Linked DNA regions of Hordeum vulgare: region 1 is linked to region 2. Evidence: chromatin contacts called from public Hi-C data. All regions are on one chromosome and are shown on one strand. The core of a region is the stretch at or near the end of the contact, and the rest is flanking DNA. Distances in the headings are between cores, read along the strand shown.

Region 1 (6,008 bases), core at 2,636-5,135, 390 kb before region 2:
AGCATTGACCCCAAATATCAAAAGGTGTCATTCTAAGGCACCACCTGACCATCAAGGCTAACCTCCTCCTCTTCACGCCTTAGTAGTACTGAAACCGCACCTCATGTACTCGGTTTTAGTTCTACCAAGTCTAAAATCTTTGGACTCCAAGGTTTGTCTCCATAGCTCTAACTTCCTATTGACTCCGTCTGACTATCATCGACTAGCACCACATCATCCACAAAGAGCATAGACCAGGGGATATCTCCTTGTATATCCCTTATGGCCTCATCCATCACCAAGGCAAAAAGATAAGAGCTCAAAGCTCAGTCCTATTTTAATCGGGAAGTCATCGGTGTCCCCATCACTTGTTCGAACACTTGTCACAACATTATCGTACATGTATTTGATGAGGGTAATGTACTTTGCTAGGACTTTGTGTTGCTCCAAGGCCCACCACATGACATTCCGCGGTATCTTATCGTAGGCCTTCTCCAAGTCAATGAACACCATATGCAAGTCTTTCTTTTGCTCCATGCATCTCTCCATAAGTTGTCGTACCAAGAAAATGGCTTCCATGGTCGATCTCCCAGGCATAAAACCAAACTGATTTTTGGCACGCTTGTCATTCTTCTTAAGCAGTGCTCAATGGCGCTCTCCCATAGCTTCATTGTATGGCTCATCAGCTTAATTCCACGATAATTAGTACAACTCTTGAACATCCCCTTGTTCTTGAAGATTGGTACTAATATACTCCGTCTCCATCCTTCTGGCATCTTGTTTGCCCGAAAAATGAGGTTAAAAAGCTTAGTTAGCCATATTACGCTATGTCCGGGAGGCCTCCCCACACCTCAATGGGGATACAATCAGAACCCGTCGCCTTGCCTCTTTTCATCCTTTTTAAAGCCAATGTGAAAATAATAGATTCTGAAAAGCACAACTTACATTTATCACAGAAACTCTTAAAGCAGCATTTACTAGTTAGAACGGCATCCTTCATTACTTCTTTACACAACGGGCAACGCAACTCTTGCGGGAGATCACTGAGAGAGCGGGTGGTGGGTAGGCCCTCTATCTCCCTCTCAAAAGCAGCTCTGTCACAAAACAAAATAAGATGATTAATCTTTACTTCCAAGTAGACGCAGAATTAGTGATTATGGAACTAGATAAGCAACTTAAGCTCACTCATTTGGCTTCAAAACAGCACCAGCCCCACTTGGCAGTGCATATGAGCCATCTGGAGTTGCCATTAACATGGATTTTGGAATGCCAGTTGGAGGTTTCATCCTTCTGACGTCATATCTAGTATCACCATTTGTTGGGCAATGTTGAATGAAATGACCTGCAAAACAGTATTGGTCAAGTGAAACAGGACATAATATTCCATTAACAAAGATTTGACAAGTGACCAACATACCAGGTACTTTACATCTATGACAAATATAGCCAGGAGGAGGTGACCTGTTTTCTAGCCGACCCATCCCACGCCCTTAAGAATGTCACAGCACATTAGTATTAATATAAACATCTAGTTTCAAATAATGATGTTAACAGGTATCCATGTTGCATAGGTGCCCATAGTACTCCTCTCATGAAGATTAGTGCTACTAAGTTCTACATAAATCTTGCAAAAGCATAGCAATAGAAAGGGTTTGAAAGAATTACCAAAACCACGCCCAGCCATCATTCTCCCACCCATTCCTCTGCCGTAACCTCTTCCGGATCCATAGCCATCAGGAATTTGGCTGAAAACGTGACCATCCAGTCCAGTATATAACTAGTATTATTCCTCTGATCGATAATAGAACAGTCATTCGACCAGTCCAGTAGATCACTCACCTATAGTCAACGGCCGCTGTATCAATAAGGGCTTTTATCTTACTATCTTCGTCGATTTGATTTTCAGAAGAAGCGTCAATTGCCTGGCTAGCAGGCTGAGAAGGAACCGAATCAGAAACATATAAAGAGTTGCCGAACTCATCATCCCACTCAGATTCTTCATGCTGCGATTTCAATACCTTAAATATCAGCTCCCTGGATTAATAAACTACAGTAGTAGCTGAAACATCGAACTGTGGTTGCACTGTTGCAGTGGCAACTACTGTGTGAGATAAATGTAACCTGGACTAGAAGTTATTCTTACATATTTCATAGATGAATCACCAAGAAAAGTGCTGCCAGAAGGCATGATTTCTTCTACCCTATTTTCTGCAGCTATTGCCCTGCAAGAAATGGATGTGAACCTTAAAACTATGATTGCTGATAAGGAGTAACTCCTGACATGGACTGTATCCGGTGACATGAAGCAGGCAAAGTCAAAACATACAAATTAGAAATCTGTTCAGATGGGTCGTGTGTGTAGGTGTATTTGACTATTGATGCATCAGTAATGTGAATTATGAGGTATGATGTGGAGTAAGTGCGGAATCAAAGAGCAAAACAGTACTCTTGTGGTTCGGTAACGATTGGCATCCTTGGGCGTCCTGGTATCCGGCGAATCAACACTGACGTGTTCTTTGGTATCATGATAGATTCATCAGCATACTCTGAAAGTGCAAACATGACAGGAAATGGTTTAAGTAATACTTCGACTGTACAAAAACCATCCCAAGTCCCCCCAAAATCAAGATACTCCTATCCTGCCCACTAATTATAAGTTCTTAAGATACAACTGTATTTCAATCTGAATGCCCGCAGTAAAATCCATTAATCCAGAATGATTGTTCGGTGAGGTAAGCAAACAACGCGATGCTTCATTAGAACACACTTACTAGTCTTCGATGCAATGCGTGGTACATGTGCTCAGCATCGCAAAAGACATTCGAGTTGCTAAACATTGCAAACAAAGATCATGTCAAATTGTTTAAGTATTGTAATTTTATCTCTAAACCCAGCTTATAGTTAATCCTCCGCACCAAATCAGTAGATCAAGTCGTCATGTCTTAGAAAGCTCAAATCATAAGAAAAAATTGAGGCAGACAACAAATGATGCCAACTAGATAAGGCCTCAATTTTCAGACATCTTGAGTGCATGAATCAAACAGCCAAATGGCTTACGATACACAGCCAAACAGAATTACAACCTGAGCCTATCAAAATATTATCTAGCACTAACATCTTGTGTACAATCACCCACACAAGAAATCAAGCAAAGGTTCTTCTCTGAGAAAGAACCAGTATTATCTAGCTAGCACTAACATCTTGTATACATTCGCCCACACAAGAAATGAAACAAGGGTTCTTTGCTGAGAAAGAACCAACCTTCGTCAGTCTGGGCATTCGAGATCATGAGGTCGAAATCAGTGCCTCTGCCAAGGTGCTTGGACTCAAAAATCATCTCCTTGAGGTTGAGAACCGAGATGAATTGCCCCTCGATAGGGATCGAGTCATAGTCTCTGGCACTCTTGAACTTGTAGTAGACAGCCATAATAGCGCCGGATCTAGATGGCGTGCCGGGTGTGCACCAGCACACCCAATTTGCGCGGCACGCCCAAAATTTGTGGAGATCAGTGAGGTTTATCTAATCACTGGGTGCCAAAAAGCTCATAGACGCCAGGATGGCGGACGGGGTTGATATAGCAGCGACGCGACGGGGCAGACCGGGAACGGCGATGGCGGCGACGCGCGTGGGGGGTCGGACGGGTTAGGGGGGGCAGACGCCGGCGGTGACCTAAGCTACGGCGCGGCGGCGGGTATAGGACACGGTAGACTGTAGGAGGTGTTCTAGAGCCGCATCGGGCCGGATTGGAGCTTGCTTGGGTAGGTCAGGACTCGGGAGAGGAAGAGGATGACTGGGAGGGGAAAGAAGGGTACAGGTACGGGACGGTGGAGAGCGGAAACCGTGGAGGGAGGGGATGGATCTCACCCTCTAGGGCCGAGAGCAGGTATTTGGTTCAGAAGGGGAGATAAAGTGACAGTAGTAGTATTGGGATGTCCTTTTGAGTCTGAACATTTTGTATTCGTAGGAAAACTATGAAGTTTTGTGACTAGTTTAATTTGAATTGATATATAGCATGTTGAGAATATATCTCTTTTTTGTTCTACTTGGTAACGCAGGCATGATAAAAGATAGGTTTCCAGCCCAATCTCTTCACAATAGAACTAGACCTGCCTGCCCGCTCATGAGCTGAGCTGAGCCCAGGTCCTCCCCCGCACCGCCGCCGTTGGTCACCCCGGCCGCGGCGGCCACCACCATACAGCCTTCATGGCAAGCCACCCCACAACAAGATCCGTTGGCTCCTCCCCTGCCCGTCGTGGAGAAGCGCAGCGCAGCCCCTCGCCCGTCGGTCCGTCAGCCGCCCTCCTGACGCGCGAGATGACGGCTAGACCTTCCCGCGTCGACAGTCGTCGCTCCCGCTCGTCCGGCGGTCCGTCGGCCGCTCTGGCCACCACGACGCGCGAGTCAACACCGGATCCGCCTTCCCCGCCGCGGATCTGGCTGCGGGGGGGATGCTCCCGGGCTCGGACCGGGGGAGAATGGGACGTTCCCGCTGGTCTGCTCGACGTGCCGGCTTCTCCTACCAGCACCGCGTCCGCATCGGTCGATTCTCCCGATCTCCCGGAGCTTCCCATGCCGCGACCAATTGCTACGCTCAGGTCAATCGTCGTAGCCCCGTCGAAAGATGTCTCTGCTGAGGGGGGGGCCTAGACCGAGGTCTCCTCCCAGAAAGCACGGCGCCATGCTGCTCGCCCGACGGTCCAAGAGGTGCACCCTGGGAGGCACGGCTCGGCCCGGCACGCCGCTTTCTCTGCTAACCAAGACCAAGCGCGCCTCGCCTTCATTACCAAGTTCAGGGGACGCTGCTTCCGGTGCCTCAGCACTCGCCACAAGATAGCCGGTTGTAGAGACCCGATCCATTGCCTCACCTGCAAGAGAGCATGACACACTAGTCGCAACGGCCCGCAGCATCCGAAGTACGCAGGAATAGCTAGGAGCGCTAAGAGCAGGCTCGGTCCACCACCACCCTAAAAGCCGCTGCACTCTAGGCTGCGTTTCCCACCGCCACCCGCGACCATGTCGACAGCCGCTCCATCATTGCTTCAGCAGGCGGATCATGCTCGACGCCCCCGGGACAGCTGCTCGGTGACTGTCCCGTCGCCGGCAATAGAGCAGGCTGTCGCGTTCCTCCGCGCCCACGCCGTCACGCTTCGGGCGGCCGACGGGGTGAATGCAACGTCCCCCATGGCGGTCGGACGGGCGCTCAAGACGCAGCTCTCCATCCCGGTGCACTCGCTACGCGTCACCGCCCACCACCCGGAGCACTATTTCGTCGTCTTCACCCAGCCGGCGCTTCAAGTGAACGCCGTTCGACGCGGCTCCATCAGGGTCGATGGTGCCATCTTCAACATCTCCACCTGGCACGACCACGACCACGCTGCTTTCGACTCCCTCCTGCTGCACATCCGTATTGTCGTCGAGGGGGTGCCGATGCACTACTGGTCGGTGGAGGGCGCCGAGGAGATCCTCGGCAGGAGGGTTAGAGTGGATCGTCTCGATAGAAGGACACTCGAGCGTGGCCACACCAAGACCTTTGCTTGCTGGGTGTGGACCAGCGACGTCGCCAACATCCCCACCAAGCACACCTTGGGAGTGCTCCCGCGCGGCGCAGGTCGGGTTGAGGAGATGGAGGGTTTCTCACCTCCTGACCGGCGCGTTGCTCCACCGCCAGCGACGGCCGAGTACTCCATGCTCATCCATGTGGACCGGGTCGAGGACTGGACCACTCCATCCCCACGGTCCTCCCACTCTGGTCAGAGTGGTATACCGTCGTCCGACTCCGACAACGACGACCGCCCGTTCCCGGCAGTGACACCGGCATCCTGGACCATGGGGGGCGAAGATGGCTAGCGTGGAGCTCGGCCGCAACGCCGCGCACATGCTTCGGTCACCAACCTAGGCTGCAACGGCATGCCATGGGGAGGACGTGGCCGTGACAACAATGGCGACGGTGGCTTCAGGGGTGCGGGCCAGCGCTCCTGGAAAGACGTGCTTCTGCGACGGAGCCGCACCCCGGCACGGAAGTCTCAGC
Region 2 (5,966 bases), core at 3,132-5,631:
TCCGTCAGGTCAACGTTTTGACTCAGCCCTTACAGGTGGGATCAGGTGGCACAGACGTGCTACGTGATCAGACCATTGCTCTCGTGGCTTGTGGGACCCAACAAAGAGCCGTGGGTGTAATGTATAAAGCAAATTATAAAGGAACAATTCAAATTCCATTCATTTTTAGGATATATTACATCGATCCGAAAGGTAATTTGTAAAAAAACCTAATCTAATCCTCTTCTGTGAGGTCCATAACCGCCGTGTCGCCGCCGCCGTCAGTGTCGTCGTCGCTGTTGCTCAGAAGCCAGTCGTCCTCCTTCGCCACCGCCTCCAGCGCCACGACCTGCTGCACTGCCGCCACGGCCAGTGCTTCGTCCAAGGCCTCCTCCGCAGCAGCCCGCACGGTCTCCTCTGCCGACTGCGCCAACGCCGTCAGCAACCCAGGTGTGTCGGCGGGGTCGCCGTCCTGGTGCAGCGCCGCCTGCTCTGGCGGGAGAGGGACCTCCGACGAGGCAGGAAGGGTAGCGGCGGCAGTCGCGGCTGCGCGGTGACAGGAAGGGCCGGCCTCCCACGGGATGTTCCCGACGGGGACACCACGGGCGACGCGCCTGAACGCCCCGACGATGTCGTCAAAGTTTTTGCCTGTCCAATAGCGGCGGCGCCCTTTCCTATCGTACCGGCCGTCGGGGTGCCTCCGGAGTTTCTCCCTCAATGCCGGTGGTCCGAGGGTTGGGTGGACGTCGGCGGAGATTCACCATGGCCGCGGCAGCTTTGCCAACGGCGACACGGACAACCCGAACCGGGCCAGATCTTCGTTCTGGGCGGCGGTCAGGCTGGACAGCCCGCCTCCGCCCGACGCCACACCGTCGCTGTCGGAGTCGCTTGACATGTCGGTTGTGGCAGAGAGAATCGTGGCAAGAAAGAAGAGAGGAGGAGGGGTTGGTGCTGATCGGGACGGGGCCGACATCGGCTTTTATAGCCCTGCGGGGGCAGGCGAGGCGTCGGGTGGTAAAACCGCGCTGTTAATGCGCATGACAGGCAAGGCGTTAGGCGGCTGAACCGCGCCTTACTGCGAGTGGCAGTCGAGGCGTCGGGCGTCCGAACCGCGGCATTACTGCACGCGGCAGTCGAGGCGACCGAACCGCGACCTATCAGCGCACGACAGCCGAGGAAGGAGGCAACGGTGCCAGCACGCGACAGCCGAGGAAGGAGGCGGCGGTGCCAGCATGCGACAGACGAGGCGGCCGGCTGGTCAGCGGGCACGGTAGTAGAGGAAGAAGGCGGCGGTGCCAGCATGCGACAGTTGAGGAAGGAGGCGGCGGTGCCAGCGCGCGGCAGGCGAGGCGACCGGCTGGTCAGCGGGTGCGGTAGTCGAGGAAGAAGGCGGAGGAGGAAGAAACCCCTCCCGCGCATGCATGCCCACGTCTGCCTCCCGCGCATGCATGCCCACGTCCGCCTCCCCCGCATGGATGCCCACGTCGCCGTACTTCCCATGCATGCATGCCTGGAAAGGCCGAGACGGGCATTAACAACGCTTACAGGCCCGGACAGCATGACGGCCCAACGGTCCATCCAGCGCGCCCATTATGTATGTTGAGAAAAAAAATCGCACAGCCTATCAGATTGCATCTCAAGGATCGCCCCTCCTCCTCGCCGCAGATCGACGATCTTTGTTCGACGCTAGAGTTAGATGGACGGTCCTTGTTCATCGCTAGGGTTAGCGGGGTTTGGGAGGGGTTTGGAGCAATCAAAGATAGGTTTGACCAGATTCCGAATGAGCATAATAAAATAATAAAAATCATAAAAATGAAAAATCAACGCACATAGTATTCTTATGTTATATACTAACGATTTAAGTTGATAAACAAGATCTACATACATTTAAACGAAAAGTTCGTGTGTCTCATGTGATATCTCAAGTATCTCAAACTCTCTTGTATGAAGTGAAGAGAAGTTATTTGGGGAAATGAACATGAAAATTTCAAAAACCTCATCACAACTTCATTTTGGAGTGACTAAGAAGGATCCAGGCTTAGTTTTTCATTTTTATGTTTTAAACTTGTTTAAATGTTCGTCGAAGTTAGGTTTGACCAGAATTCAAATGGGCATAAAAAATTCAAAAAAAAATCAGAAAAATGAAAAACCAGCGCACATAGTCTTCTTATGTCATATAGTAGCAATTTAAGTTGATAAACAAGGTCTACATACATTCAAATGAATTTTTTTGATGTATGAAGTGAAAAGAAGTGGTTTGGGGTTTGAAACATGAAATTTTCAAAAACCTCACCACAGCTTCATTTTAGAGTGACTAAGAAGGATCCAGGGTTAGTTTTTTATTTTCATGTTTTAGACTTATTTAAATGTTGGTCAAAGTTAGGGTTGACCAGAATTCAAATGGGCATAATCTAAAAAAAATCAAAAAAAATGAAAAATCAGCGCACATAGTCTTCTTATGTCATATACTAGCAATTTAATTTGATAAACAGAGTCTACATACATTCAAATGAAAGTTTTTCACGTATGAAGTGAAGAGAAGTGGTTTGGGGTTTGGAACATGAAATTTTCAAAAACCTCACCACAGCTTCATTTTGGAGTGACTAAGAAGGATCCATGGTTAGTTTTTCATTTTGATGTTTTAGACTTCTTTAAATCTTGATCAAAGTTAGGTTTGACCAGAATTCAAATAGCATTGTGGTCTATTTGTTTCTCTTCACGGAATGTGGCAGTTCTCGTCCACGTGTGTGCGACTTTTATCATAGTTTGTTTTGTATTTGAGAACTTAAGACTTTGTTTGCTTACTTAGTTAATAAAAAAAGTCCGGTTGCTCTTGGTCTGTGTTGTGTGAAAATATTTTTTGTTTGTTATTTCCAACCAAGCACTCGAAAGCTGGCAGGCACACCTTGTCAGCATGGTATGTCTTGAATGCTACTTAACTTGGCGATGGTGCATCTTGCATTCCACTCTGCTTTTGTTGGATATAATGTGAGGTTTGTTTGTTTTTTTGCTTTTAGAGTGGCGAACATCTGGGATAGAACCGACCAAGCATTTTTATTTGTTTGCCTTCTGGTGATAACAGTGTGGTGATAACCGACCGAGCAAAGTATATCTGACAGGTCAAACGCGCAATAGAAAGATTTCTCTTTGTGTTGATTGGCCTGGTTTATATCAAACTTCTAAAAATTCATGGCCTACTGTTTCGATCTAATTTGTTCACTGAACATTTGATAGCTAGGCCAACTTATGAGTTGTGCGCTTTTCAAGGGTCACCACAATACACCTATGATCGTCTAGCGTAATTTTTTGTTCAAACAGAAGCTTTAAGAGTAAATATTATGGAAAAAAGTTAGCATAAAAGGAACATAGGTGGTGTTAGCCGGTCAATAGATGGTGCTAGCCGGTCAATAAGCAAGGAACATAGGTGGTGCTATGCATTCTCCCTAGAAATATCGTGGAGCTTCACGTCAATGGTCACATATGCTTATCTGTAGCTTTATCTTGATCACCGTGTTGGACAAGATATTCTTGAGAAACCTTATAACGAGACGGAGGTGGCAAGTGTTTGAGTTAAATTTGGTTAATTAGTATACTTTTAACACATTCTCTCGAGGCTGAATCCTGAGCCAGAACTCTCAGTCTCAGATGTGTCTGGGCATAAGGAATAGAAACGCCACAACTTTAATACGGAGTAGGAAATTATTTTCCATGAGGCCACACCGCGGGTCGAGCAGGTGGCGGGCGTCCCACCCGTGGCGTCGTAGGAAGGTGGCAGACGGAGCAGGTAGCAGTGGAGCAGGAGGCCGGGCGGTGACGGGACAAAGTGGCGTCGAGTGGCCCGGTTAGAACACTAGGATTGATTTGAAGACGTTGTTGCGCGGTCCCACATGTAAGCTCCAGACCCACGTCCATGCGGTCCCACGTATAAGCTTCGGACCCACTACCACCAACGTCAATAAATGGAATGGACTCAAAATTGCCCGTTTGGCCTCGTCATAGTAGTTGCGCACAGTCTAGGAACAAAATTAAGCACGATTCCCAGGACAAAAATGAGCACATGGACACCACTAAGGACAAACGGATAATTAGCCCAATCAAAAATGTGTTTAGTTTAACCGTAAATAAAAAAGAGGAGGTGTTTAGTTTTCAGAAAGAGAAAAGAAAAGAGTGCCCACAACTCAACTATAGCAGCCAGTACTGCTGGTCAATCGAGAGTTCAATGATAACATAGTTAACCTATAAAGTGGCAGCTTTCTCTAAAAAAAAAGAGAAAAATACTACGTGCCGCCGCAGCGACCGGCAAATAGGAGGGCTCGAGAACCTCTCTGTCTCTCTCTCTCTCTCTATCGCACGTGAGGCCAACCAACAGCCAGCAACCCAGCTTTGACCGGTCAAAATCAGATTCGAAATCACGTTTTCTCTGTCCTTTATCTACTGCCCCGACTGCTTCTCCTACCTCCACCCCCCCCGTGCGCTGGCTCCGCGCTCCTCCTGCAGATCCTCCTCCGTCGCCTCAACTCGCCCGCCTCTGGGTCTCGCTGCGCTACCCAAACCCCACTCCAAGCGCCCCCGCCTCCACCGCGAGGTCCTCAACGGCATCTTCCTCCAGCAGACCCACGGCAGGCCGGAGTGCTGCGCGCCGTGCTCCGGCGCTCCGGCGAGGCACCCGTGCCGTGCGGCGGGCTGTCCGGCCCGACTGGTCTGAGCCCGACGTGGCCCGAGGCCCGACCCGGCCCATGCAACAGCGTTCTTCGTCTCCCTCGATCTCCACTCTCCACCAGTCCGCTTTTTCGCTCTCCTTCCCCCCCGCCCCCACCCCCAACCCCCGTGTCGTGTCCGTCCACCCACCACCAACCCACCCACACCCACGCGCATCACATCTTCATCGCAAGCTAGGTAGGCCAGATCCAAATCACAAGGCCGCCCGGCGTGGAGCAGTAGAGTTTCGCCAATGCCAGGGAGCGTGCCGCTGGCGCTGGGGCTGGACACTGTAGGGCTGCAGGTCCCGTGGTACTTCCGTTGCCCAATCTCGCTGGAGCTCATGCAGGACCCCGTCACCGTGGCGACCGGGCAGACCTACGACCGTGCCAGCATCGAGTCATGGGTCGCCACGGGGAACACCACCTGCCCCGTCACCCGCGCGCCGCTCGCCGACTTCACGCTCATCCCCAACCACACCCTGCGCCGCCTCATCCAAGAATGGTGCGTCGCGCACCGATCCCTCGGCGTCGAGCGCATCCCCACGCCCAAGCAGCCGGCCGACCCGGACCTCATCCGCTCCCTCATCGCTCAGGGCCCTGGCCTCCCCGTGCTCAAGAAGCTCAGGGCGCTCGCCAGGGAGTCTGACAAGAACAGGCTCGTCATGGCCACGCACGAGACCAGGGCGGCTCTCGTGGAAATGGCGTTCGGGGGCAGCGCTGAGGAGGCTCAGGCGGAGGCCATGGCGGTCCTCGCCCTCGTAGGGATGGGGGAGGCGGAAGCTGTGGACGTGGTGGGCAGGGAAGACAGGGTCACCAGGCTTGCCAAAGTTCTTGGCAGCCAGGGGACGACCTTGGAGGCCAAGGTTAATGCAGGTGCCGTCGTGGAGGCAGCTGCTGCGGTGTCGGGGGCTGAGGCCAGGGTGGTGCTTGGCGCAGCTGATGGAGTCATTGAAGGCCTGGTCGCGCTGGTGGACGAGAAGGCCAATGCCCGTGCCGTGCGCGTCGGGATCCGAGGCCTCTTTGCTCTCTGCCTGGCCAAGGAGAACAGGCAGCGCGCTGTATCGGCTGGTGCCGCATCGGCTCTGGCCCGGCGAGTGGCGGAGGGTGGCTGCGCTGGCGAGCTGGAGCGCGCGCTGGCAGCGGTGGAGCGGCTGTCCCGGACAGACGGTGGCCGCGAGGCGGTTGTCTCTGGCGCTGGAGGTGGCGCCGCGGTGGTGATCGCGCTAGTGCGCGCCATGTCAGGGCGTGCGGCTGAGCATGCTGCGGGCGCGTTGGTGGCCGTGGTGG

Evidence for each region. Hi-C and Micro-C count contacts between places; a contact is called where the count stands out from the background.
Region 1: a Hi-C map of seedling shows a contact between it and region 2, with 3 times the contacts expected there. The contact joins the promoter of LOC123404523 here to the promoter of LOC123403819 in region 2. A contact is called at or near these places in 3 of 6 Hi-C or Micro-C datasets (leaf and seedling) and 1 of 1 datasets of contacts at active chromatin or transcription factors (embryo).

The regions. Positions count from the first base shown.
Region 1 is chr6H:439,406,652-439,412,659 of MorexV3_pseudomolecules_assembly, reverse strand. It overlaps LOC123404523 (E3 ubiquitin ligase PARAQUAT TOLERANCE 3-like), which reads right to left and starts at 3,885. Exons shown (of 15, transcript XM_045098450.1): 1 at 3,241-3,885; 2 at 2,426-2,525; 3 at 2,123-2,201; 4 at 1,819-1,982; 5 at 1,645-1,724; 6 at 1,397-1,468; 7 at 1,165-1,321; 8 at 925-1,073. The coding sequence starts at 3,406.
Region 2 is chr6H:439,018,647-439,024,612 of MorexV3_pseudomolecules_assembly, reverse strand. LOC123403819 (U-box domain-containing protein 26-like) reads left to right here and starts at 4,381. Exons shown (of 1, transcript XM_045097736.1): 1 at 4,381-5,966. The coding sequence starts at 4,931.